Regions from separate parts of the Mus musculus genome. Here regions 2, 3 and 4 are each linked to region 1. Evidence: chromatin contacts called from public promoter capture Hi-C data. All regions are on one chromosome and are shown on one strand. Each heading gives the region's core, a stretch centred on a gene start, on an enhancer-like site or on the middle of the called end of the contact. The rest is flanking DNA. Distances are from core to core; before and after follow the strand shown. Region 1 holds the start of Usp18 (ubiquitin specific peptidase 18). Region 2 holds the start of Adipor2 (adiponectin receptor 2). Region 3 holds the start of M6pr (mannose-6-phosphate receptor, cation dependent). Region 4 holds the start of Aicda (activation-induced cytidine deaminase).

The links. Promoter capture Hi-C pulls out the DNA fragments that hold promoters and counts their contacts.
Region 2: a contact with region 1 is called in a promoter capture Hi-C map of pre-B cells, with 2.9 times the contacts expected there. The contact joins the promoter of Adipor2 here to the promoter of Usp18 in region 1. A contact is called at or near these places in 2 of 39 promoter capture datasets (the C10 cell line and pre-B cells) and 1 of 115 datasets of contacts at active chromatin or transcription factors (microglia).
Region 3: a promoter capture Hi-C map of 3T3-L1-derived adipocytes shows a contact between it and region 1, with 7 times the contacts expected there. The contact joins the promoter of M6pr here to the promoter of Usp18 in region 1. A contact is called at or near these places in 10 of 39 promoter capture datasets (the 3T3-L1 cell line, 3T3-L1-derived adipocytes, the HPC-7 cell line and 8 more), 2 of 484 Hi-C or Micro-C datasets (erythroblasts and myocytes), 6 of 115 datasets of contacts at active chromatin or transcription factors (the NIH/3T3 cell line, bone marrow-derived dendritic cells, embryonic stem cells and 2 more) and 2 of 9 other capture datasets (embryonic stem cells and liver).
Region 4: a contact with region 1 is called in a promoter capture Hi-C map of pre-B cells, with 7 times the contacts expected there. The contact joins the promoter of Aicda here to the promoter of Usp18 in region 1. A contact is called at or near these places in 7 of 39 promoter capture datasets (the 3T3-L1 cell line, 3T3-L1-derived adipocytes, cranial neural crest and 4 more) and 2 of 115 datasets of contacts at active chromatin or transcription factors (astrocytes and large pre-B cells).

Annotation. Positions count from the first base shown.
Region 1 is chr6:121,244,182-121,249,903 of GRCm38.p6, reverse strand. Usp18 (ubiquitin specific peptidase 18) reads right to left here and starts at 3,998. Exons shown (of 11, transcript NM_011909.2): 1 at 3,842-3,998.
Region 2 is chr6:119,386,883-119,392,818 of GRCm38.p6, reverse strand. It overlaps Adipor2 (adiponectin receptor 2), which reads left to right and starts at 4,085. Exons shown (of 8, transcript NM_001355692.1): 1 at 4,085-4,337.
Region 3 is chr6:122,306,998-122,312,746 of GRCm38.p6, reverse strand. M6pr (mannose-6-phosphate receptor, cation dependent) reads right to left here and starts at 4,027. Exons shown (of 7, transcript NM_010749.7): 1 at 3,581-4,027; 2 at 334-513. The coding sequence starts at 512.
Region 4 is chr6:122,550,654-122,556,695 of GRCm38.p6, reverse strand. It overlaps Aicda (activation-induced cytidine deaminase), which reads right to left and starts at 2,887. Exons shown (of 5, transcript NM_009645.2): 1 at 2,787-2,887. The coding sequence starts at 2,794.

The DNA of each region.
Region 1 (5,722 bases), core at 2,749-5,248:
AAGTATTGGAGAGGGGAAGGGTAAATAGGATTTTTTTTTCTTTTTAAATTTTAGGAATGTATGTGTGCACACACACACATGGATATGTGCTTAGGAATGTGTGTGTACACACACATGGATGTGTGCCATAGCACATACACAGAAACCAGAAGACAGCTCAACTGAGTGGTTTCCGTCTGGGGGTTGAACAAGGGCCCCAAGCTTGTGTAGAACACACCTTTACCTGCTGAGCCATCTTGCTGGACCTAAACATGATTTTTAAAGATTAGAAGTTTTTGTTGTTATTTATCTATCGTGTGTGTGTGTGTGTGTGTGTGTGTGTGTGTGTGTGTGTGTGTGTGCATACATGAATTCCATGGCTCACAAATGGGGGTCAGAAGACAACCTGTTAGCCAGTCACCTCCTTCCACATAGGCCCCAGGAATCAAACTCAGGTTGTCCAGCTTGGCAGCAAATGTCTTTATCCACTGCCATCCCATGCCAGCCTCCTAAATAGGATATTTTATATGATACTATGAGACAGTAATAAAAAGACCCAAATCAACTGAGGAAAATTTTTCATATCATCATCTTTTAAACTGAAATTCAATGCCAAATTTTCTCCCTCCCCCTTTCCCTTCCCCTCTTCCTCCCCATTCCCTCCCCACTTCCCCTCCTCCCCCTTCCCTCCCCCTTTCCCCTTCCCCTCCCCTTCTCCTCCCCTTTCCCCTCCCCCCCCCTCTCTGTTAGCTAGTTTGTTTGCAGTGCTTAAGATGAATCTAGGCCTTCTGGAGTGCTAGGCAACTGATCTACACTTGAACTACATCTAAACCCCTGTAAGGAAATTCTCCAATGTGTCCTTGGAGACATGTGAAACACGATCATATCAGCATGGCTTGTATTATACAGCCCACAGATAACGTGCATTCATCAATGGCTGTGGATAGGCTACAGCACATGTCACAACAGGCTGAATCTCAGAAGCCAAATATTTACTCAAGGGAGCTAGAGAGATGACCTAGCCTCAAGAGTACTTGCTGCTCTTACAGAGAACCCAGGACCCACATGGCAACTCAGAATTCCAGCTCTAGGGTCTCTGAGGGTCCTGTTCTGTGTGATGCACACACATATGCAGGCAAACCCTGGGGCACATAAATCAAAAGTAAATAAATCTTTTAAAAACAAAATATCTGCTCAGAACAGCCAATCACAGGACTGGGGAGATGACTCAGTCTGTAACCTGAGTCTGACCCCCTAGAACTCACATAAAAAAACCAGTTGTGCACACCTGCATATAGTCTCCAGGATAGGAGAGCCTGTCTCAAAAAACAATATAGAAAGCTACTGAGGAACTACACTGAAGGTGACCTCAGGCCTTCACGCATACATCCACAGAGACACAAACACACACAAATATTCATACGCACACTCACACACATCACTACCACCACCACCACGAGAAAAATTTGGAAAACATTATTTGATTTCTTACTATATATTCAAACTTAATGTCAATGGAAAATTGTCAATACTTGTGTATGGTAAAAATAAAATTCTAAATAGAAAGTAAAAATCAAATTTAGATAACTACTTTGTGGGGAGGCAAGGGTATGAGGCTGGAGGAAGGTGGGTTGTTGCTCGGAGGCAGTTTGCTTTGGTAGCAGAACAAATACGTGAGGTTTTGTTTACTGCTAATCAGTTCATTATCTGGAACTCAGAGTTAATAGCTAATGAACTAATGGACGGATGGACAGACAGATGGAACAGACATAGTCTAGCGTTGGCCTGAGGGAAGCAGCTCTCTCACTGGGCAGAGCACACACACAGCTCAGGCTTGGGTAGCAGAGCCAGCGCATGGAGGACAGGCAGGTAGGCAGAGCACCATGAGGAAGGAAGTGGAGATGTACGATGGTCGGGCAAGTGGGCAGACAGGATGAGGCTGAACCAGGCATACAGCTGCCAGCTCCGAGAACGCTGCATTCCCAAACTCATGCACTGATTCGAGGCATGCTGACTCCAAAGCAGAAGACTACCTCCATCCTTGCTGAAGCTTGCAATGAGGAGAGATGGTGGAAATAACCACCACAGGCTACAGAATCAGCAAGGGTCTTGAGAGCAAGAGCTAGCGAGCCAGTGACACAATACGGGAATTCTGGGTGGTGAGTCCCTCCCTAGCTGTTACACATTGGGGGTCTGGGGAGAGCAGTTCCCAGATAGAAATGCCCGATAAAATTCACAATGCCAGCAATATCTAAGTAGCCTGGTCTTCAAACCTTCTGAGACAAGCCCTGGTATTGAAATCCCCTGGCCTCAAACTTTTGCGCACAGGTGTTTTTAAATAGGATCTCACTATGTAGCTTAGGCTAGCCTCAGAGTCTCAGCAAAACTCCTGCCTCGGCCCCCTCCAATGCTGTGATTACAAGTGTGAGCTGAAACACCAGATCCAAACTCTACTCCCCCTGCCTCGTTCAGCCTTCCTAGGGCTAAAATCCCTGGGATTTCTAAAGGTATGAACTACTGCTCTGGGCGTTGCCTTCATTCTTAACAATCTGCTCGCCTCTTCTGAGCTATGGTGCTGTAACAGACAAAATCAGATCTCTCCAGAGGAAACCCAGACTAACACACTACTTGGGGCTCCTCTGGCCGGTGTGGGATGATATGCATTAGCCTGTCCTTAGACATGCCCTCAGCCTGGAGATGCTGATACACCTTTCATGTGCCCATTGGGGCTCTGGCCACAGCCCAGTCACATGATACACTCAATTGGGAGACAACGTGATTTTCTTCCTTATAAACATCATGTTGCGTAAAAGTGCCAAGACCATGAAGCACGGTTTTCCAGAGTGAAAAAAGAAGAAGAAAAAGAGAGAGAGAGAGCAAGCAAAAAGCTCTCTCTCTTTTTAAAGTCTTCTGCTAGTGCGTAGTGAGTCAGAAGGGAGCATACACCTCATCTGCTACGCCACTTTCTGCCCAGTTAGTTCTTATGAACAAAGGAGGTGACGGTATTCAAACACACAAAGGACACTTCACAGGAAACATTCTAAAAATGTTCTGAAATATTTGCCTCACTTTTTGAGTTAATTCTAAAGATATTAAGTATGAAGTTAAGTTGTAATTTTGAAACACCACAAACTTGGACTTCCAGGGGAGTTGGGGGAGGTTGTGTTTTTTTGTTTGTTTGGTTTTTGTTGTTGTTTTTTCTTAAAGGTATATTTAGCTTTCTTTACAGAAGATGGAAAAACAGGCCAGGGAACAGGTCTAAAGCACCCTGACTTATGATACTGGACAAAAATCTCTCCGGTTTCTCAGTCCGCTGGTTTCTATTTTAGGAGTTTCTCCTAACGTGTGACTGAGTATTTGCACAAGAGCATAAAAATGATATTTGTTGATAAAACGTCTATCCCAGGAAAAACAGGACCGAACCTAAATGTCCATGAATTATTTAACTAAATCCGCACTTCTCATACAACGCATCAGTTAAAATACTGGTCTAGAAAGGCACAGAACAAGAAGCAAGACACAGAGCAATGTTAAAGATATCCATTAGAAATGTTTCTGATAAAGTATACATAAAAATGATACTGAGTTGCAAATTAAGAGAAACAACTCTACACATCTGTCTGCATTGTTTGAATTTTTAACAAGCCACTTTGGTAATTACTTTTTTAAATTAAACATAAATCACGACTACAGTCTGAATAATATAAATGCTTGGGAAGCAAATCCATTGGCCCAGTATATACATGCCAAGAATACAGACCGCCACTATTTGCAGAACCCAAGGAAATTCCTAATCATCTGGAGATGTATAAGCAAAGTTCTGGCGGATAAAGGACACTTTCAAAGTTAGCCCCAAACTTGCCTCAAGCACGGAGTCAAGCCAAAGAGCGAAGACCGAGCAGCATCTGCAAAGGGCTACAGAAGAGGACGCGGCACCGCGGAGCAGAGCAGTCTTGCTGCCTCCCAGCCTCTCAGCTCAGGAGTGTCTGCTGTCCCCTAGGCACAGCCGCCCTGGCACTGCCGGCCAAGCCTTCTGCACGCCTGGCCACGCCCCCCTCACCGCCAAGCTTTCGTTTTCCCCTAGATCCAAAGGAAAGCGAAACTCAGGCACCGGGCGGGCGGGCGGAGCGGTTGTACGCGCCCCTACAGAACCCGCAGTCCAGTCGCCTACACCAGGACACGACAAGCCGGACCTGGCCCGGTAACTCCTGGATACGCTCTCTTTTTTCATCTGCAATGTTAAGATTGGAAATACTCCCAGTTGCTGTACCTTCTGCTCTGAAAGCCAGCAGCAGATAACTCCCTTGCTGAGGCTGTCCCCAGGGGGTAAGGAGACAGCGATAACATTTACTTCATCTCTGTTAATTGCCAGGCTTATCCTTAAACACTGAAGATAAGTTTATCTGCACAATGTTCTTTTGTGCCTCTACGTTTAACCCCAATTCTATAGGATAAAATGTTTTTATTTTATCAAAGAGGTTATGACTAACTCAGGACGACAAATGGCTAAGTGCTGAAAGCAACATTCTAACGGGACCTCTGACCAGTCCCACCATTTGTGGAAAATAGCAGACCATTGCAGTTAGCACACGAGGTGGCCATGAAGGTACAGCTCTGCGAGGAACAAATACAGTCTAAGCCGAGCCGGGTTTGGAGGCTCTGGGATGTACATACATGAAATGCTTGCTAGCTCTTTACAGATGTATCTTGTATATGAGGCTATAAGTTGAGGGAGAGGGGGATCTGTTAGCTGCTGGGCTAGTCAGAATGAGGTTTCCCCATGCGCTTGTTCTGAGAGGGGTCCTCCACTCCCTACCCCCAGCACTGGACAAAGATGACAGAGAGATACATACCCCTAATCGAAAGCTACCAGGACTTTATGAAATCTGGAAGAGTCTATATTCTGTTTTGCTATTGTAGTTCAACGTAAGATATACAAATATGTCTGCCTGCCTATAGTGTGTGTGTGTGTGTGTGTGTGTGTGTGTGTGTGTGTGTGTGTGTGTGTGTGTGTGTGAAGCATGAGTTATACACAGCTGTTGAAAATAAACCAAGATGTCCATGTTTGGAAATAGAAAGTGGGGTATGGCCCTCAGGGTAAAACAAAGTCTCTTGATCAGTGGTTGAGGTAGACAATGTGGCATCTGCACATATCATGGACAAATACATTAAGTCTCCAATACATTTGCAAATCAATCAATTATGTGACCAGCTTCTTCCTCTTCTTCTTCTTCTTCTTCTTCTTCTTCTTCTTCTCCTTCTTCTTCTTCTTCTATCTGTTTGGTTGTATCCAAAAACAGGAACATCAAAAACTGGTGGGGGGGGGGGGGAGGATGAAAAGAGGATGTTATAAAATGTGATAGTTTGATCAATATATCGTACCTGTAGAGTTCTAGGGAACAAACTGTATTTGTTCCCAGTGGTGATTAGCAAACAGCTCCTTATAGCCAAGCAACTTTTTTTTCCCAACCCTGCTTGTTCAGTGAAGCAAGTGATTGGCATTTGTACCAGTACGGAGTGGACTAGTGTCAATCATGGACAGGAGATACCTAGATGATGCAAGAACCCATTATAACTCCTAGTAGGACTCTCCATGCTCTTACCCCTGGTCTCTCCTTGCCTTTCAGAAAAGTTCAGGGCTCTAACCAGGTGGTAGACTGAGCTGGTAAGCATTCCTGAAGTAGATTCCAGCAGTGCCCCACAGTGACCCAGGATGGTGGTTTGGTGGAGAGACAATATGCCC
Region 2 (5,936 bases), core at 2,836-5,335, 1.9 Mb after region 1:
AAATCCAAAGCCAACGTGCTTTCAAGCAGTGTAGATATTTGACTGATAGCAGTGTGATTGCAAGCATCATGGAATATACTTTTTATGAGTGTGTCTGGACTTGTGTGTATGAGTGTATATATAGGGTGGGGTCTGCTATGTGTACCTCAGAGGCTAATACTGAGTGTCTTCTTCAATAGCTTTCTTATTTTTGAGGCAGGGTCTCTCCCTGAATTTGAAACTCACTGGTTTGGCCAGCAAATCCCAGGGACAGCAGAATGTTTTCCTATTAAATATAGCAAATGTGGGCCTGGAGAGATGGCTCAGCAGTCAAGAGCACTTAGTGTTGTTCTTCCAGAGGACCTGGGTTCAATTCTCTGCACTCAGTGATGGATCCTCTTGTGCTGAGATTACAGGCATGTGTCTTGCTGGCTTTTTTATTTTATTTTATTTTTTTTACATGTATCTGTTTGAGGTCAGAATTTAGGTTCTCATGTTTGCACACCAAGCATTTAATGACCAAATCATCTCTACAGTCCCAAGACATAATAAAATTCATCTAGAATACAGATTCAATAACATGTTTTCAAAACAGTTAACACCAAGGCAGTCCTAGTTAATTGTTAATTGGCAGACTTGACAATTTTATCTATGTATGAGACATAGTCACAGGGACTGATGTAGTTTTTCTTAACCTCTTAAAATTATTCATTGCTTTGTGCACACCCGTTTGCCACGGTGCTTGTGTGGATGGTGAAGGACAACTTTTGGAAGTCAGAACTTTGCTTCAGACATGTGAGTCCCAGGATTGAACCTGGGTGGACCCTCTCTTGTGAGCCATCTTGTGGTCCCTAGGATTTTTTTTTTCAATTGTTGCTAGGTGTGTGTGTATAATGGACCACATTTTATATTGTCTAGATTTTATACCCCCTTCCTCTCTGGACCTTTCTTAGCTTTCCTGCCTCTCAGGACTCCTTAAACCTTTTGAACTCTGCTGTGACCTCTCAGATCTTTACAGCTTTAACCATGGCTATCACAGGAAGTGGGAACACTTCCCATGCTGCCATTGAAACCGCCATATCTTGTGAATTCATGGCTATTCAATGAATTCTGATATGTGGAAAGATAGACATGTGTTTATCTATGTTTCTGACCTAGCACACTCAGGACATTATTATTATTATTATTATTATTATTATTATGGCATGGTCTTCCTTTATAACTCAGGCTGACCTTAACCTCCCTAGTCCTAGAAATAAGGTATGTATTTCCATGCCCTGCTTGCGATTTTAAGCCACAGATACAGGTTTCTCAAGACAATACTAATTTTGGTTTCCAAGCAGAATAGCTTTTTCCATTAACTGTAGCAATGTGAGGCTGCAGAGATGGTTCAGTGGTCCAGAGGACTGGGTTCCATTTTCAGCACCCTCATGAGGGATTCAGTCCTCTGTAGGCACCTGTATTGCACATGGTACACAGGCATACATGCAGGCACAACACCCACACACACAAAATAAAAAGATCTGAAAAAAAAAGTACTTGTTCTGAGCAGAAAACAACTTTTCTTCATAGGAGGAACACTGAATCCAACTTCAAACCGTCTACATGAACAATGGTTTACATGAACAATGGTATATAGAGTTTTCGTTTTATTTTGAATTAGGAGTTGCCCTACCATTTGCTTATGGCTTTAGAATTTTAGATACATCTTCCATTTTCATTGGCTATTGACTTGACTTTTACAAAGGTGGCTAAGTTCGCTCTAGGAGCAAGTTCATTGTCATTATGTCAGCAACCTGTCAACATGTCATTGAAGCCTCAGCTGGATTATGAATATTACTCAATATAATGTCTTCCTGTCATCAAGTTTCAGAGATGACTTTATTAAACTGGCTATACCACAGGGCAGAGTTGGTCACAGTGACTGGTATGCGGTAGGGTAGAAGGAAATGTCGTTTGTTGCTGTAGAAGATGCAGGACTTCCCCTCTGTGGAAAACTGTAACACCTTAAGAATGGAGACACTGGGCATGTGTGCTGGCTGGCTCAGCATGGAAAGGGGAGGCTCTGACTGATGCTCTGACTTCAACTCTCAGACCCGCATAATGGAAAGAGAGAATAGATTCCACAAAGCTATCCTCTACCATGGCAGAGATGTAGGAGGAGGCTTGCCTAAGCATCTACAGGGCCCTAAATTCAGTCTCTAGTGCTGCAAAAACAAATACTCAACACCAGAAGGGAGATTTTGATTTTGAAGATTCATAGCTGATATGGGGAGATACTGAACATTGCTGAGTTCTCTGTGATGTGTGAATAGCCAATCAAGAGACAACCTGTACAAATCAACAAGGGCATAGCCAGGGAAAGAGATCTGGAAAAAACAAATCTGCTTTGAAACATTTGGTGATGCCATTTAGGTAAGGATAAGGGTGAAGCCAGTTGGGCAGTGGGACTCAGGAATGTCCCTTTGAGGGTAGGGAGAGTGGCAAAGATCCTCATTAGCTGAGAAGGTGTGGGTGGGCATTTTGAGGAAATAAGGTGGTTTGTTTCATCATTATAGAAGCATCAGAAATTGCATGTAGTGATTGACAGTGAGATCAGTTCAAGAGGCCAAGCTGAGAGGTAGGAGGGGAAATGGCGGGCTCTCTTAAAAACCCTGTTCCTGGAGACAGAAGCTTTGATCAAAGAAGCATCCTTAAAAGAAAGCTCTGCAGGAAAGATTTGAGAGGGGGTTTTGTTTTCCTTTGTTGAAGCAGGGTCTCATTTTAGCCCTGGCTGACCTGGAACTCATCTTGTGGCCCACGTTGGCCATGAACTCACTGCAGCCGTCCTATACCAGTTCCCACGTGCTAGGAATTAAGGTGTGAGCCCCCATACCTGGTAAGATAATGGTCTATCTTAAGTCTGTCTTCCTTAGGGGATACCTTATATTCAGCCTGAAAAAAAAACTTCTCTTTTTGCCCTATTTATTATGGATCCTTCCCCCCGCACCCCCCCCCCCCTTAAGTTATTGATGGAATCGAGGCTTTTGGAGTGGCTATAGCTTTACCACTGAGCTATATTTCCAGCCTTGGGCCACATTTATAATTCCCAAATGCCTGCATTTGTTTTCTGATGGGAAAGGTACAATTGTCTTTCTCAGTCTTAGTAGCCAAGTCTTTGTCTTTCTCTCTCTCTCCCTTTCTTTCTTTCGTTTCTTTTTTTCTGAGACATGGTTTTACACTCTGTATAGCCAAGGCTGGCCTGGCTCGCGATGTACACCAGGCTGATCTGGTACATGCAAGATCCTCTTGTTTTAACCTCTCTAGTGCTTTTCCTCGTTGAAGAGTTTTCCATGTCTGCTTCCCTCCAATCGCTCAACATCACATTTTAGCTTCTTGGCTATGAGACCGATTGTGGTCTAAAGGCAAGAACAATAAGCTTCCTCCAAGGTCTAAACTAAAGCTTCCGAATTTACTTTGACGTGTATTAAGTTTTGAACTAAAGAGTGTGACAGATACAATCCTCTTACAACTGAACACGAAGAAACCATTTTTTTTTCCTCTGCACACCAGCTCCTATAGTTCCTTGTTCTGGTTCAATAGGAAAGCTCACTCGTAGCAAATCATTCCCTCTGGGTAAACAGACACAATGCTTAAGTCGTTTGCAATCGACCATTGAAAATAATTTTGAATATCTTCTAGAAGTGGTAGGGCATAAATCAATCATACGTTAGTACGGTAATAAAAACAAGCCCTACTGTTTGAGGAAGAGTTGACTAAACGCTTTCGGAATCCTGAAACCTTCATAAGACGACGCCTAGCATTATGTTGGCCGCTGACACAAACACACGCTCCATCCCGAGTCATTAAACCGTGGCGGCCCACTCCCTTCTCAGATCTCTTCAGAAATCGTCGAGGAAGCTGGGTGAGCGTTCCGAGGCACTCTGCCCGCACTGTTTACATTGTGGACCCGGCCGAACTACAACTCCCAAGATGCATCACGCTTCCAAAGCCTCCCGAGGGGAGGCTTCCGGTTTAGGCCAGCGCGGCTGCGCACGGGGTGTGGTCTTACTGGCTCGGCCCGCCTCGTGCGATGCGCGTCACGGCTACGCGCGGGCGCGGAGGCGGGGAGACGCGGCGGCGGCGGCGGCGGCGGTCGCGGCGGCGCGAGCACAGTCCCGACGCGGTACCGCGGTGGCGGCGGCGGCGGTGGCGGCTCCAGCGAGCGGCCCCCTCCCTCCGCGCCCCCCCTCTCCCTCCCCGAGGCGCTGCTTCCCGAGGCGCCCGAGCCGCGCGGTGAGACGGCCGCTAACTCGGGCGAAGGGCTGTGGCTCGAGCGCGGCTTCCCGGGCTCAGCAGATTGCCCGGGTCGGAAGGAGGTGAGGGCTGAGGGACAGGTGTCCCCGGCGCGGGCCGGGAGCGCGCGCCTGGCCGGCTCCGAGCGCGGCCGGAACTCTGACCTGCGGCCGCGCGCCTGGTGCGGGGCCCAAGCAGCGGCCGGGGGGGTGGGGTGGGGGGGGGGGCCGGGGCCGCGCTCCGTGCAGCTGCGGTCGCGGGCGCCCGCTGCCCTGTCCCCGCCGCGGGGCAGAGTCCGAAGCCCCTCGCTCCGTCTCTAGTCGATTTCGGAGCCGGTACCCCCGCGATGGCCGGAGACTGAAATCCTCCCGCCCCGACTTCTAGTTGGTGTCTTCTGCCACTTCTAGGGATTTCTCTGGCAGGCTTGCTTCGGATGGCTTGTGCTCAGCGCGACTTTTCCAACCACTGGGATGGGAAGGTTGCCCTCACCTTTCCTTAGGTGGCGCGTCAGGCTGTCACTGCGGGATAGTTCTTGGGCCCAGTTCTGAGCCCCTTTGGGTTTTTATTTGCCAGTGGTTAGCTTGTTAGAGAATTGCTGGAAACGGCTATAAAATAAGTTTTGATGAGTCCGAGGGAGCGCTAGACCAGACAGCTAATGAGTCTCTTCTTTTGTTTTTTTTGACCTTGATTTAAACATTTGTTTCTGGAGTTTGAAAACTTCACGAGAGCGTTGAGCAATGAATTTTTGATAAATGACATGACCACCTGGGATTTGGTAGGTACAATGCTTCATTGGTGGTTTTAGTATTTTAGTGGAAATGATCTTTTAGTTGCATTTATGTTTTACTCTGGTTGTCTCATTTAAAGAAAAAAAAACTTTAAAAAAATTAAAATTATCCAGTTTATTATGGTGTGTTTCTGTGTGACTCCTGTGTTCATGGCACACGTGTGGAGGTTAGAGAACAACTTGGTAAAAGTTGATCATCGTCTACGTTTATGTGGTTCCGGGTATCGAACTCAGGCGGCAAGGTCTTGAAAATTTGCCTGGCAAGCATACTCTTTAGCCATCTCACTTGATGGCCTGTAATTCTTGTGTTGCTGTGTTCATTGTGTTTCCCCAAAGCAGAATGCTTACCCCTGCTCCCCAAGGAGCAAGGTAAAAATACTGCAGTCTTTTAGGATTTTAAAATTTATTTGTTCATAAAACACTTCCCAACTAAGTGTATTTGTTTTGTTTGTTCGTGGGTGAGGGTGTGCAGGTCTCACTCTGTAGCCCAAACATTAAGAATCCTGCTTCAGCCTTCTGTGTGTTAGCATGAATCACCTACCATGTTGTGAAGACAGGCAGGATCAATGTAGTTCAGGCAAGCTTTAATTTCTAAATCTTACCTATGAGTCCAGAATCCTGGTATGGACAGATGCTCTACTCAAAGCCCGCCCTCCCTTTGACATGGTCTCACTCTGTAGCCCTGGCTGTCTTGGAACTCATGTAGATTAGGCTGGCCTTGAACTCAGAAATCCACCAGTTTCTGCCTCCCATGGGCTGGGATTAAGGATGTGCACCACCAATACAACTCAAAAAATAAAGCTCAGAGCCTTAATTTTTTAAAGGGGGAATTATGTTTGTCAGTTCTAAAGTTTCAAGTGTCTTCTTACCACAGGCCACTCTAAGATCTTGTCAC
Region 3 (5,749 bases), core at 2,778-5,277, 1.1 Mb before region 1:
TAAAACTAAGAGTTGCTAAAGTTCACATTAGAGCCTGTACCGCACCCCTTCCACATTAAACCTAAAGTAAACTCATGAAAGAGAAAAGACCCTTAGACCCTTAGATAGTTTCTTCCCTCTCAGGTTCTTTTTTTTTTTTTTTTAAAGATTTATTTATTATATGTAAGCATACTGTAGCTGTTTTCAGACACCCTAGAAGAGGGCATCAGATCTCATTACAGATGGTTGTGAGCCACCATGTGGTTGCTGGGATTTGAACTCAGGACCTTCGGAAGAGCAGTCATTGCTCTTAACCGCTGAGGCATCTCTCCAGCCCCCCATTGGGTTCTTTACCTTTTGTTAAACAGTGGCCGTAACCTCTCCAGGAGAGCCACCTCGTTCTTTGACTCCTTATCCTTCTCTCCTACCAGGTCACACGATTTTTCTTCTATCTGCCAGGATTCTCTCACAGCCACAGCCAGGAGTAGCAACAATAACAGTTCAGTCCTCCAGCAGCCAGAGAAGGGGAACATTCTTTTGGAAGAGTGTGTTGAAGGTGAAGGCAGGATCAGGAGAGAAACAAAACAGATCAATCACACAACTGTGCAAAAAATAATGGCATTTTGACTCTGCAAAAAGCATGACTGCTTCAAAACAAACGGGGGCTCAGTGTAGAGCCAAATGCCTTTAATCTCCACACTCAGAGGCAGATGCAGATGGACCTCTGTGAATTTGAGGCCAGCAAGAGATACTTGGTGAGACAACCTGTCTCAAAAACCTCTAAAACCCAAAACCCAGCGAAACAAATGGGGGAGGGGGATGTTAAGAGGAAGAAAATATAAGCCAGGGTGCACCCATCTTTGCATTGTTACTGTTTGATGAATTTATGTTGTAGTATCCCATTTTTCAAAGTCAAATACTAGTTTATAAATAAAGCCTAAGTCAGTGGCCTTCCCTGGAACATCCCATCATGGTTTACACAGATCCTAGCTTGAAGTTATTATGAAAAATGTAAGGAAGAGAGAGAAGCTTGACTTTGCTGGGCCCTAACATATCAGTAGGGAACATCCAACAATCTTTCTTCACATTCACTGGAAGCATGTGGAATGTGGGTGAAGCAGCCATAGTACCTTAACTCACCTCAATTACTTATGTGCCATTTCTCTGGGGAAAAAAAAAAAAAAATCACCCAATCACAGAAGAAAACTCACTGGGTCAAAAGGAGTGACCAGAAGTCTTCCTAAATCTACCTCGCCCCTTCAAGTCACAAATCTTAAGGCCAGCTAAACTTTCAGTAAGATGGCTGTCTTTTTACACTCTAAAGTTCTGAGTTCACTTTCTGTTTGTATTATTCTAACAGGCCCATCCAAACTATGGCCCATTGGACACATATATCCCCTGATACCTGTGAATGCAGCCCAACATATTCGTGGATGACAATGTTCTATTTCAATGTTGAAAAGCTGGCTACCTTCATAGTTAGGCCATAGTGACTGATGCTTGCACAAGGCTTCTACTAGTATCTATTAGTAACCCTTCAGGCCATTGACATTGTTTATTTTATAATGGTTTTACTCTTTTTTTGACAGTTAACTCTTCCAGACATTCTCCACAAGAGAGTGAAAGCTCTAACCCTGTGCTCTAAATTCATTTCCCTTTCTCCCTGAAAGGTACATCTGAGTTTCCATTTCCCATATGCAGGGAGGGTAACACACTTACCCATACTCCCCCGCCCCCCACATCAACTCACCAATACAAACATTTACAAGGCATTTATTTCCACCCAGTAATCACACGTAGCCAAGAGGTCAAAGGCACTCCTAACTCATCTCAGATAGGACATTACAGAACATGTGCAGCAGAGGGACAGCCTTCAGCCAGGCACTCTCTGAAATGCTACCAGACATTAACTAGTCAATCCTCTCCAAACCATGTATTAAACTTAACGGTCTCTGTTTCACAAGTAAAAATTACAGGACAAACAGAACAAATGCCACTGACACAGCTAATGGAGTAAGATGGATGGCTCCAGAGTCATCTATCCAGAAGGGAGCCAACCCAGAGCTGCCTTTCTCCTTTTTAAAACAGACCAGGAAGTTGGAAGTTAACTGTAACAAGGAGCCCAGGTTTAAGCTCTCCCCTCCCCTGAGCTCAGCTATTGCTCAACCGGTCACCTCACCTAGAGCTCCTCTGTTAACCTACTCGGTGCCATTTTCTGCAAGTTCTCTCAGGATTTAATTTAAAAAAAGTAACATTCTGGGCTCTGAGGCGCTTGCTCCCCAGGACATATCCTGGAGGGATGCTCTCACAGAATGAATGCTGTGCACTCTGGCCTCCAAGTTATTTCCTCATTTGTTAACTGTTGCTGCTTTCTCTTCCCAAATTAGGGCAAAGAATTTCACAAAATTGGGACAGGATGAAAAAATTAAAACAAGCCACGGTAGGCACTGGATGAGTGGAACTGTTTGTCATTTGCTTAAACGTTCAAAAAGTTAGTAGAAGAATAACTTTACACTTCTCCCAGCTTAAGATTTGAGTCTAATTTTGAGCTGCTTCTCCTTGATTCAGTGTGGTGTATGTTTGAAATGCTATGCCTGCATTGTGTTAGTTACACAGCCTAGAAAAGATGAGGGGTCTGACGCTTAGAGTTGCTCACTGAGTTACTTGTCCTAGGCTACACAAATATTAAATCAACCTGGATGACTTAATGCCATGAAGGCATTTGTGGTCAAACTTCTGATAAATACAGGCCCAAATAGAGAGCAGGATAAAACTGAAAGCTGGGCAGTTCCTATTTAGCATGGTCCAAAGAGATCCCCAGAGTGCAAGCACTTATAACTCTCAGACGCTGTAAAACAGGATCTTAGGCTCTTGAGAATTCCCCTTTCTTATTCTATAGAGACAGATCTAGTGGCAATGCTGAAACATTCTCTATAGGACGCCGAGTGACTAAGTTAGGGGTTGGGAAACTGCTGACCTCATTCAGCCCTGCACGCATTTTTCCACTCATGGCCGTTTTCCATTTTCTAATGGAGGGCTTTATTTTCTTCCTCCTGGTTCATTGCAGCCAACACGTTTAAGATCAGTCTCAACTGGCAGAAAGGCCCAATGTTTAAAGTGCCCCAAGGAGGTAGTTCTGTGCTTCAAAGTCTCCACAGAAACACAAGACACTCTTGTCACTCTTTTCCACACCATGCTAACAGACCTTCCTCGAACTTCTTCCAGGAGTCTGGAAATTCTCGCCTTCTATCTACTCAAAGTCATACCTTACCCCCAAATGACGCCATGACGCCACTTTACTCCCACGATACAGGTCAAAATTCTCTCTACAAGAATCCAGTTAACACTTCACACATGAGCACTTTCCTTTTCCAACCTTCAAAACATCTCAAATCCCTCTCTGATCTTGGAACTCCTCTTCCTCACTCCTAGAAGTCTGGCGTTCTCCGTTCTCATGCCTTTTGCCTCAAGTCCTCCCTAGGGCTCCCTAGCAGGATCTCCAGCCAGAACCACGGCCAAGCGAGAGTCCTGGTCCGCACCTCCTTCAGTACAGAGGTGTGCGAGGACCCCAGCCCGCTTCCTCCACGCCCCCAACACTCACGTGTCACGGGAAAACAGAGCAACCGCGGCTCAGAAGCCCCCAAGAATGTGTCTCTGAGGTTGGAAGACGCGTCCGGAGATCAGGGGTGCGGGGGCGCAGACCCCAGTCCCTCGATTCCTCTCTGAAGCCAGCGCTTCCCTAGGCGCCTCAATGCGCCCCGCTCCAGAAGCCGGAAACAGGAAGCAGCGAGAGCCTGCTGAGCAACTGCTCCTCCCACTAGACTCCGCGGCGTGTGACCGCAGAACCTTGGTTCCCTGGTCTCTCTTTTGGACGCTGATTGGTCAGCAGCCTAGTTCGCTGTTCCCCGGTCCCATCAACTCCAATCACTCGGAGATTGTCAAGATCAGTTTCTTCTTTTCGGGTCGCCTTTCTACCAATGAGGTTCGAGCTCCGCCTCCAGGGACTCTGGGCGGGCGCTCCTCATCCACGCGGGGTCATGCGCCAGGTGTCCCAATAGGTCTGAAGACAGTACGTGAGGGCGATCTGTGGAACTACAAAGAGTGTCGCTCCTTGGGCTTGCTGGGAGTTGTAGTTCCCTCGCCCGAAGCTCTCTGGGAGTTGTAGTTTCTAGGACTCTTCTGCTACCTTGGTGGCCTCTGTGAGGCGCTGTTTAGCCATCAGTCGGCTGGGCTCGCTTCTGGTTTGCAGTTGACTCTGCTACCCAGACAGTGGAATGTTATAGGTCCTGCCTGTCTTGATTTTCTTTGTTCAGAATTTTCTAATTCTTTCGGGACATAACTATTGTTACTGTTACCTGGGCAATGAATTTTCCTATTGTGGCATCTTGCTAGATAAGCATACTGTCAAAGGCATATATCAAAGGCGCCTGCCCTATGTGTGCCGGCCCTCTAGCCTGTACTTCAGTTTGGGGGGACCCGTGTCTTTGTGCCTTTGGTAAGGTCATTTGAAGACTCCTTGGATTTATTATCCACTTCTCAAGCCCTAGTTGTTCTTAGAGCTTGGTTTGAAACAATTGCGGCTTCCTGGATTCGCTCTCCAGGTTACTCATTTCTTCCTCTGAAGTTTCTTTTGGCTTTAGCTGCTCATGCCCCTTTTACTCTCACGTGCTTTTGCATGCACCTCCCTCACTCTGCTTAGATAGGGATTCATGTCAGAGGTAGAACTGTGCTTAAACTGCTAACACCGTAGTGTCCTATACTTTTTAAAAAAGTTAACTTAAAAGTTTTAATACATTTTAATTAAAGTATAATTACTTCCCCTTCTTCTGACTTTTTCCTTCTTCCATTTCTTTCGAAGGCCCCTTCACCCAGCTCTCCCCATGTCCCCCACTCAGACTGATGGTCTCATCTTCTTTAATTGTTATAGTTACAAATATTTGCATAGATACACTACAACCTGCTGAATCTGTTTATGTTTGTATGTACATGATTTCAAGGATGATCACTTTGTATGGCATAGCCTCACTTCTCTGTTAGCATATTGATATCGCCATTGTTTAGATCTTGTTTTTGCCACCATTTCTATGAGACTGTTTCACACCAGACATCCTGGTATTGCAGCTCTTACGGTTTTTCCAGCCCCCCTCTTTTTTTATGTGTCCTGAGTCATAGATGCAGGAGCTGTGATGTAGAGGTAGCCACTGTGGCTAGGCCCCTCACCACCTGCTGATCTCTGCACCGTGTCCTGTCATGGTTTTCTGTGATGGTCTGTAGTGAGAATTTTGGAATTTTGGCTTCTTTAACACAGAAAACAATTTTAAGAACATATTTCCATTTTGATCCCAGGTGTGGGATTTGGGGCTGCTTCAGATTGTCCACAACAGCTGGCTATGATATTTGCCTTGTGCTCTGACAGGGGACGTGGTTTTTGCTAGTCCCTGCTAGAGCACAAGGCAAATATGTTTGATAGTTTCTGTGGTGGTATTTGGAATTCTGAGAACTTTTCAGAGGGTATGTGCAGAGAGGCAGGGGTGGTTGTTGATCATTGGGGGTGGTGGTGGTGGTTACGGTTTGTTAGTAGTTGTGCTCAAAGAAGAAACAAGAAGGGAAATTAGATTTCAGAGATCTCATTCCTTTCCTCTCTCCCCTCTATCCTTTTTTTCCCTCCTATCTATATTAGGATGTTGAAGGAGTGGAAGAGAGGGAGAGAAGGGTGGAGGAAAGAAGAACCCACAAAGTCGCAAAGACCAGCTACAATGGTCTCCATTTG
Region 4 (6,042 bases), core at 1,638-4,137, 1.3 Mb before region 1:
CCTGCCGAGCAATATTCTATTGTATGGGTAGAACATGTTTTGTTTATTCATTTATGTGCTGATTGAAATTTGGATATGTTCCGCTTTGGTGCTGCAGTGGTTAGAGCCACTATAAATAACCATATACTATCATTGAATGCATGTTCACACGTTCACAGCTCATGCTTTAATGATAGTTCAACACACGTGACAGTCCCTGACTTTTGGAAAAACAAAATTGTTTTGGGGACATGCTCATGCTGCGGGATCCATGCTAGTCTGGAAATCTCTATGTTGCTGCAGCTGGCCTCGAACTCATGGTCCTCCTGTCTTGGCCTCTAATGATCATAGCTTTATTTTGAAATAGTAATTTACCATGATAACGATCATAGTACCTCCATGTCTACATTCATCACTAAATTATAAAAACCCTTTAGAAGCTGGGCATGGTGTGCACACCTTTAAATCCAGAACTTGGGGGCGAAGGGGGGCAGAGGCAGGTGGATCTTTCTGTAATGGAAGCCAGCCTGACTTTCATGGAGAATTCTAAGCCACGGGGGCTATGTGATGACACAGCATCATTATCATCATCACCACCACAGTACAGGTAAACTCAGCATGTTATAATAATAAGCACAGGTATCTCTCTAATCCAGCCAGTTTTAAACAGCTTAAACTTCATCTCTTAGCAATAAATTCCCTTTCTATTTAACTAAACTTCCTGTGTTACCTAGATGGGAAAAGTAGAGAATCTTTTTCAGTGGGTTGAACATGGAGTCTTGTACCTGCTAGTGAGTGCTGTGCCACAGAGCCGTACACACAGCCCTAGAGAACTTTTCCTACATACTGTGGGTAGCAAGTGTACATACGTGCTTATCTCTCTCTTTCTCTCTCTCTTACTCTGTGTGTGTGTTTGTGTATTTATGAGTGTGTATTGGGGGTGGATGCTGAAATTATGAAGGAAAGGTATCCTTGGAGTTTAGAAAGGATGTGTCTCAAATAGAAGAGTTGTGTCTGAACCACAGGAAGATGTAATAGACTGTTTCTATTTTAAGATTCCAGCCACGGTGGGAGGAGCTGCACAGTCCTGACCTGTGGACTGGGCACCTCCATCCAGCACTCCCCTCAACTCTAGCTAGGAGCCTATTTCCAGCTCCCTCTCCTCGGGATGTCCCTCCCGGTAAGGAGGACTTTGCTAGGTGGTGTCCCAAACCTGTAGATCGCCAGCTGCTGAGACAGCTGTGCTCCTTGAGGCAGAACCTTAGCTGCTTCCCCAGCAATGCAAACCAGACTCAAGGGGTTAAAAATAATCCCAGCCTAGTAGCAGGGCTGCCTTGAGTTACCCGCTGCCCTTGCTCCAGTCCATGCCGTGCCATCCTGTGTCTCTCCACTGTCTTGTTTGCTTCTCCCTGAATCTCAGCCTCGTCTTTGCTTTGCATTTTGCCATGCTCATGCATTTCTCTCGGACCCTTCTCCATCAGGACATAGATCTCAGATTTGGTTTCAAAATTCACTATAAACCCAGAAGCAGCTCATGCTGTCTGCCTGCCTCCTGTGAACATTTGTTTGTTTGTTTGTTTGTTTGTCTGTCTGTCTGTCTGTCTGTTTGCTTTTTGAGGGCTCAGGATGTAATTAAGTGGCAGATTACTTGTCTAGCATGTGTGAGGTCTTCAATGTGGTCCCTGATAGGGGTGAGGGAGAGTGGGAGGAGGAAAGGGGGAGGAGAGGGAGGAGGAGAAGGAGGAGAAGGAAAAGGAAGAGGAGGAGGGGGAAGAGGAGAAGGGGCAAAAGGAGGAGGAGGAGGGAGAAGAGGAGGGAAAGAGATGGGGAGCAGGAGAAGGAGGAGGAAGAGGAGGAAGAGGGGGAAGAGGGGAAGGGGAAGAGGAGGGGGAGGAGGGAGAAGAGGAGGGGAAGAGATGGGGAGGAGGGAGGAAGAGGAGGAGGGGGAGAAGAAGAGGGGGTAGGAGAAGGGTAACAAAAAGAAAGAAGGAAGACAAGAAAGGAAAAATCTGGAATCTGAAGAACACCCTGCTACCATTAGCTATATTAACTCCATATTCTAAACCTCATAGCCAAACGGAAGTGAGCTCAAGTGTATGGGCTTTAGGCATAGTGACTCACACACTGGCAATAAATGTAAAAATCAAGAGAGAAATTTCTGATAATGGCTCATCATGAGCTGCATATAAAAGCTTTCAAGAAGCTAAGAAATCTCTGCATAGATGAATTAAACAGTAAAAATGTCACCAAGTGTCTAACAGTTGAGTCTATAACACTAAATTGCCTGTCTTAATGAAATTCTCTCCTTCAATAGACACCATTGTAATGAGTTGCAAGCAATTCATCTCAAATGTTTAGTTTTTTTTTTTTTTTTTTTTTTTTTGAGAAGTACAAATCTTCTTGCTATAACTAAATAATTCCTGTAAAGACTCCCCATGCGAGTCTTAAGATGTTGGATATTTGCCAAATAATTGTGAAAATAACCACTACTGTTTTTAGTAAGGAGTTGCTACGACCTCTTTGTGGCGCGGGCCTCTAAGGCTTCGCTGTTATTACCACAAGCCGGCTCTAGCTCTGCCCAAATCTCAGGACAAGTCAAGGCTTCCTATCTCTAGCAACACAGAGAAGAGAGAAACCGGGGGAAGGGAAGAACTTCGTGGTCAGAGTTAGGTCCAAAACCCAAAAGACCTGAGCAGAGGGTGGCAAGCAGACGAGGAAATTCGCGCACTGACAGGCAAAGCCTCCATCCAGACAGGCAGCCAGCACTACTGGAGCACATGCACAAGCAGATGAGACTGTCTTGTTACCTGTCCATATCGGTCTCCAGCGTGACTTTCTTGACTCCCTCAAAGTCTTAGGCCAAAGGAAGCTTGCTTCAAGCAAGGCTGCTTCAGTGCTGTTGTGTGACAGAGCACTGGCCCCTGGCATTCAAATCTGAGCTTGCTCTTGTGGGCTCCTCCCCCACGACAGCATCACTACCACCAGGTATCCAACATCTGCCTCCTGGGTTGGGTCCAGTAAAGATGGGCGGGGCTGTGGTGGGCAGAGCCACACGGATTAAATGATTGGGGGGCGGGGGGCAGTTCTGCTCATGCTTAATGTCCAACTTCCTTCGAGGCTGTTCCTCTAAAAAGCCAGCCCAGGTACCACAGGTAACAAAGATCAGGAGACAATAGCACTGGACACTTTTCACATTGGTATCATGATAATGAGCTCTGTGAGTGTGTGTGTGTGTGTGTGTGGGGGGGTCCCAGGTATCACACCTAAGGTCTGTGCATGCTTCCTAATTTTAAAATTGTGATAACAAGAATGATAGCAGTCATAGTGACTTAAAGTGGCCTTAAATGCATCTTGTGCTTCTTGAACTTACAGTATCTGTTCCTTCCGTTTGTTACACTCAGTTTTATGCCTCAGTAGAGATGGGGGTTGACCACCACAGCATCCAGAGAGTGAACTTTAGCCTCCTAATTCTCTAATATATTTTTCTTTTTTTAAAATGACATTATAAGATAGCTAGAAAGACTAGTTGCTTGCACCAAAAAGTGATTTATTTTAATTTTGTGTGTGTGTGTGTGTCAAAAAGTATTTTTTTTTTAAAAAAGAACTCTTTTTCCTCATTAAAAATACCTTACTGGAGGCCTGGAGAGCTGGCCCAGTGATTAAGAGCACTTATTTCTATTGCAGAGGACCAGCAGGCGGTTGAAAGCCACCATGTGTGGTTGCTGGGATCTGAACCCTGATCATCTGGAAGAACATCCTTTGCTTTCTTCCTTCCTTCCTTTCTTATACTCTTCCTTCCTTCCTTCCTTCCTTCCTTCCTTCCTTCCTTCCTTCCTTCCTTCCTTCCTTCTTTCCTCCCTCCCTCCCTCCCTCCCTCCCTCCCTCCCTCCTTCCTTCCTTTCTTCCTTCCTTCCTTCCTTCCTTCCTTCCCTTCCTTTTTTTAGATAGGGTGTCATTATGTAGCTCCTCTGGCTGGTCTGGAACTTTCTATATAGACCAGACCAGTCTTGAGCTAGAGACTGGATCCCGTTGCATGCACACAGCACATGCCCCTGCCCCTATTTTGTTGCTGTGAAATCTCTCTGTGCAAAGTCTCATAGTTCAGGACTTGGCTTACTCCCTGGCAGTTTAGCCTTCCCTGGATATCATATCTGAAATGTTAATGAGCCCCCATCCTCCTTCTTCCTCTAATTAATTTCCTCTGCATTATCACATCACTATCAGAGACACAATTTCCCTCACTAGTGAATTAATGAATTCCTGGGAAAAAAATTTCAGGGCACCGGGAGTAACCAGCACCAGCCGTGACATTACAGGGTTAAGGGAACCCAGGTGGTGGGTGGACAAGTCCCTCTAACTTGTCTCACAGGATGAGGCCCGGACCTTTGCCCTACTTTGGCCAATTGTCCAGGGAATGACATACTGAGACACACGTACACAGCCTCCCAAAGGGCCGACTTGATGGATATTGGCAGAGATGTTGTGATTTCTTTACATTTTAAAAAATTATATATATATTGCTGTGCTTGGCAGTGGAGGGGTATATGAGGCACGAGGGCCAGAGCTTATGTGTAGATGTCAGAAGACAATTTACAAGACTTGGTCCTCTCTGTCCACCATGTAGATCCTGAGGCTTGAACTCAAGTAGTCAGGCTTTGCAGCAAGGACATTTATCCATGGAACCATCTTGCCTGTTCTGACTGACACCATTTCTTTAAAAGGGAGAGGGACAGGGAGCAGCAGGGGCTGGAGAGATGGTTCAGTATTTAAGAGCACTGGCTGTTCTTTCAGAGGACCTGGGTTCAATTCTCTGCATTCACATGGTGGCTCACAACCGTCTAAGATGAAATCTGATGTCCTCTTCGAAAAAATACCAATATACATAACTAAATAAATAACTAAATAACTAAATAAATAAATAAATAAATAAATAAATAAATAAAACTTAAGAAAAAGCAAGCAAGGAAGCCAGTGGGCGAGCTGGAGAGATGGCTCAGTGGTTAAGAGCACTGACTGCTCTTCCAGAGGTCCTGCGTTCAATTCCCAGCAACCACATGGTGGCTCACAACCATCTTTATTGTGATCTGATGCCCTCTTCTGGTGCTTCTGAAGACAACTACGGTGTACTCACATACATAAAATAAATAAATCTTTCAAATGTTTAAGGAAGAAAGAAGGAAAGGTATTCCAGACCAACCAAGGGCTACATAGTGAAACCCTGTCGCCAGACAGACAGCGGAACAGGCAATCCCGCCCCCAAGACAAGTATGGCAGTCGTACACGATCAGAATTCTAGCATTCTGAAGATTAAGGCAGGAGGATTCCTGGAAGTTTGAGACTAGCCTGGGCTATGTGTCCAGTTCCAGGACAATCATGGAACCCTGCTAAAAAACAAAAACAAAAAACAAAACATAGAAATAAAGAAAGGAAATGTTTTCTCGTCTTCAAGGAGAGGTTCCACACCACTGCGGCTTGCTCTGAATGTGGCTGCGCAGGCTCTGCGTGGTCTCTCTAGGCAAACTGGGGCCTTTTGGACCGGAGAAAAGCAGCGTATTGTTGATGCTTATCTTCTGTTTGTCTGTGGCGTTTCTGTTTGTTTGTTTGCTTGCTTGTTTCTTTGCTTAAGTGCAGGATTCTGTGGCAATGGTTACACTCGGAACCTAAACCTTTCTCATCCTTTTGTGGGGCAGAGACAAGTCAGGGGGCTGAGTTCCGGCTCCTCTTGCCTCTGCCTTCTGAGTACTCAGAATGCATGCTTGCGTAGCAGGTCTGTTTGTTTCTAAAATTTAAACCAATTTGTAAATTTTATATTTATTTAGTGTGTGTGTGGAGGTCAGAGGACAAATTTCAGAAGTCCGTTTTTGCCTTCCATCACCGGGGTTCCAGGATGGTGGCAAATGCCTTTACTTCCAGAACCATCTCACCCACCCTAAAACTTTTATTTTTAAATTTTAATTTTAGAGCGAAATGTAGTGGCACCTTTAATTCTACCATTCAGGAGGCATAGGTAGGCAGATCTCTGTGAGTTCAAGCCAGCCTCGTCTACATGGAAAATTCCAGGAC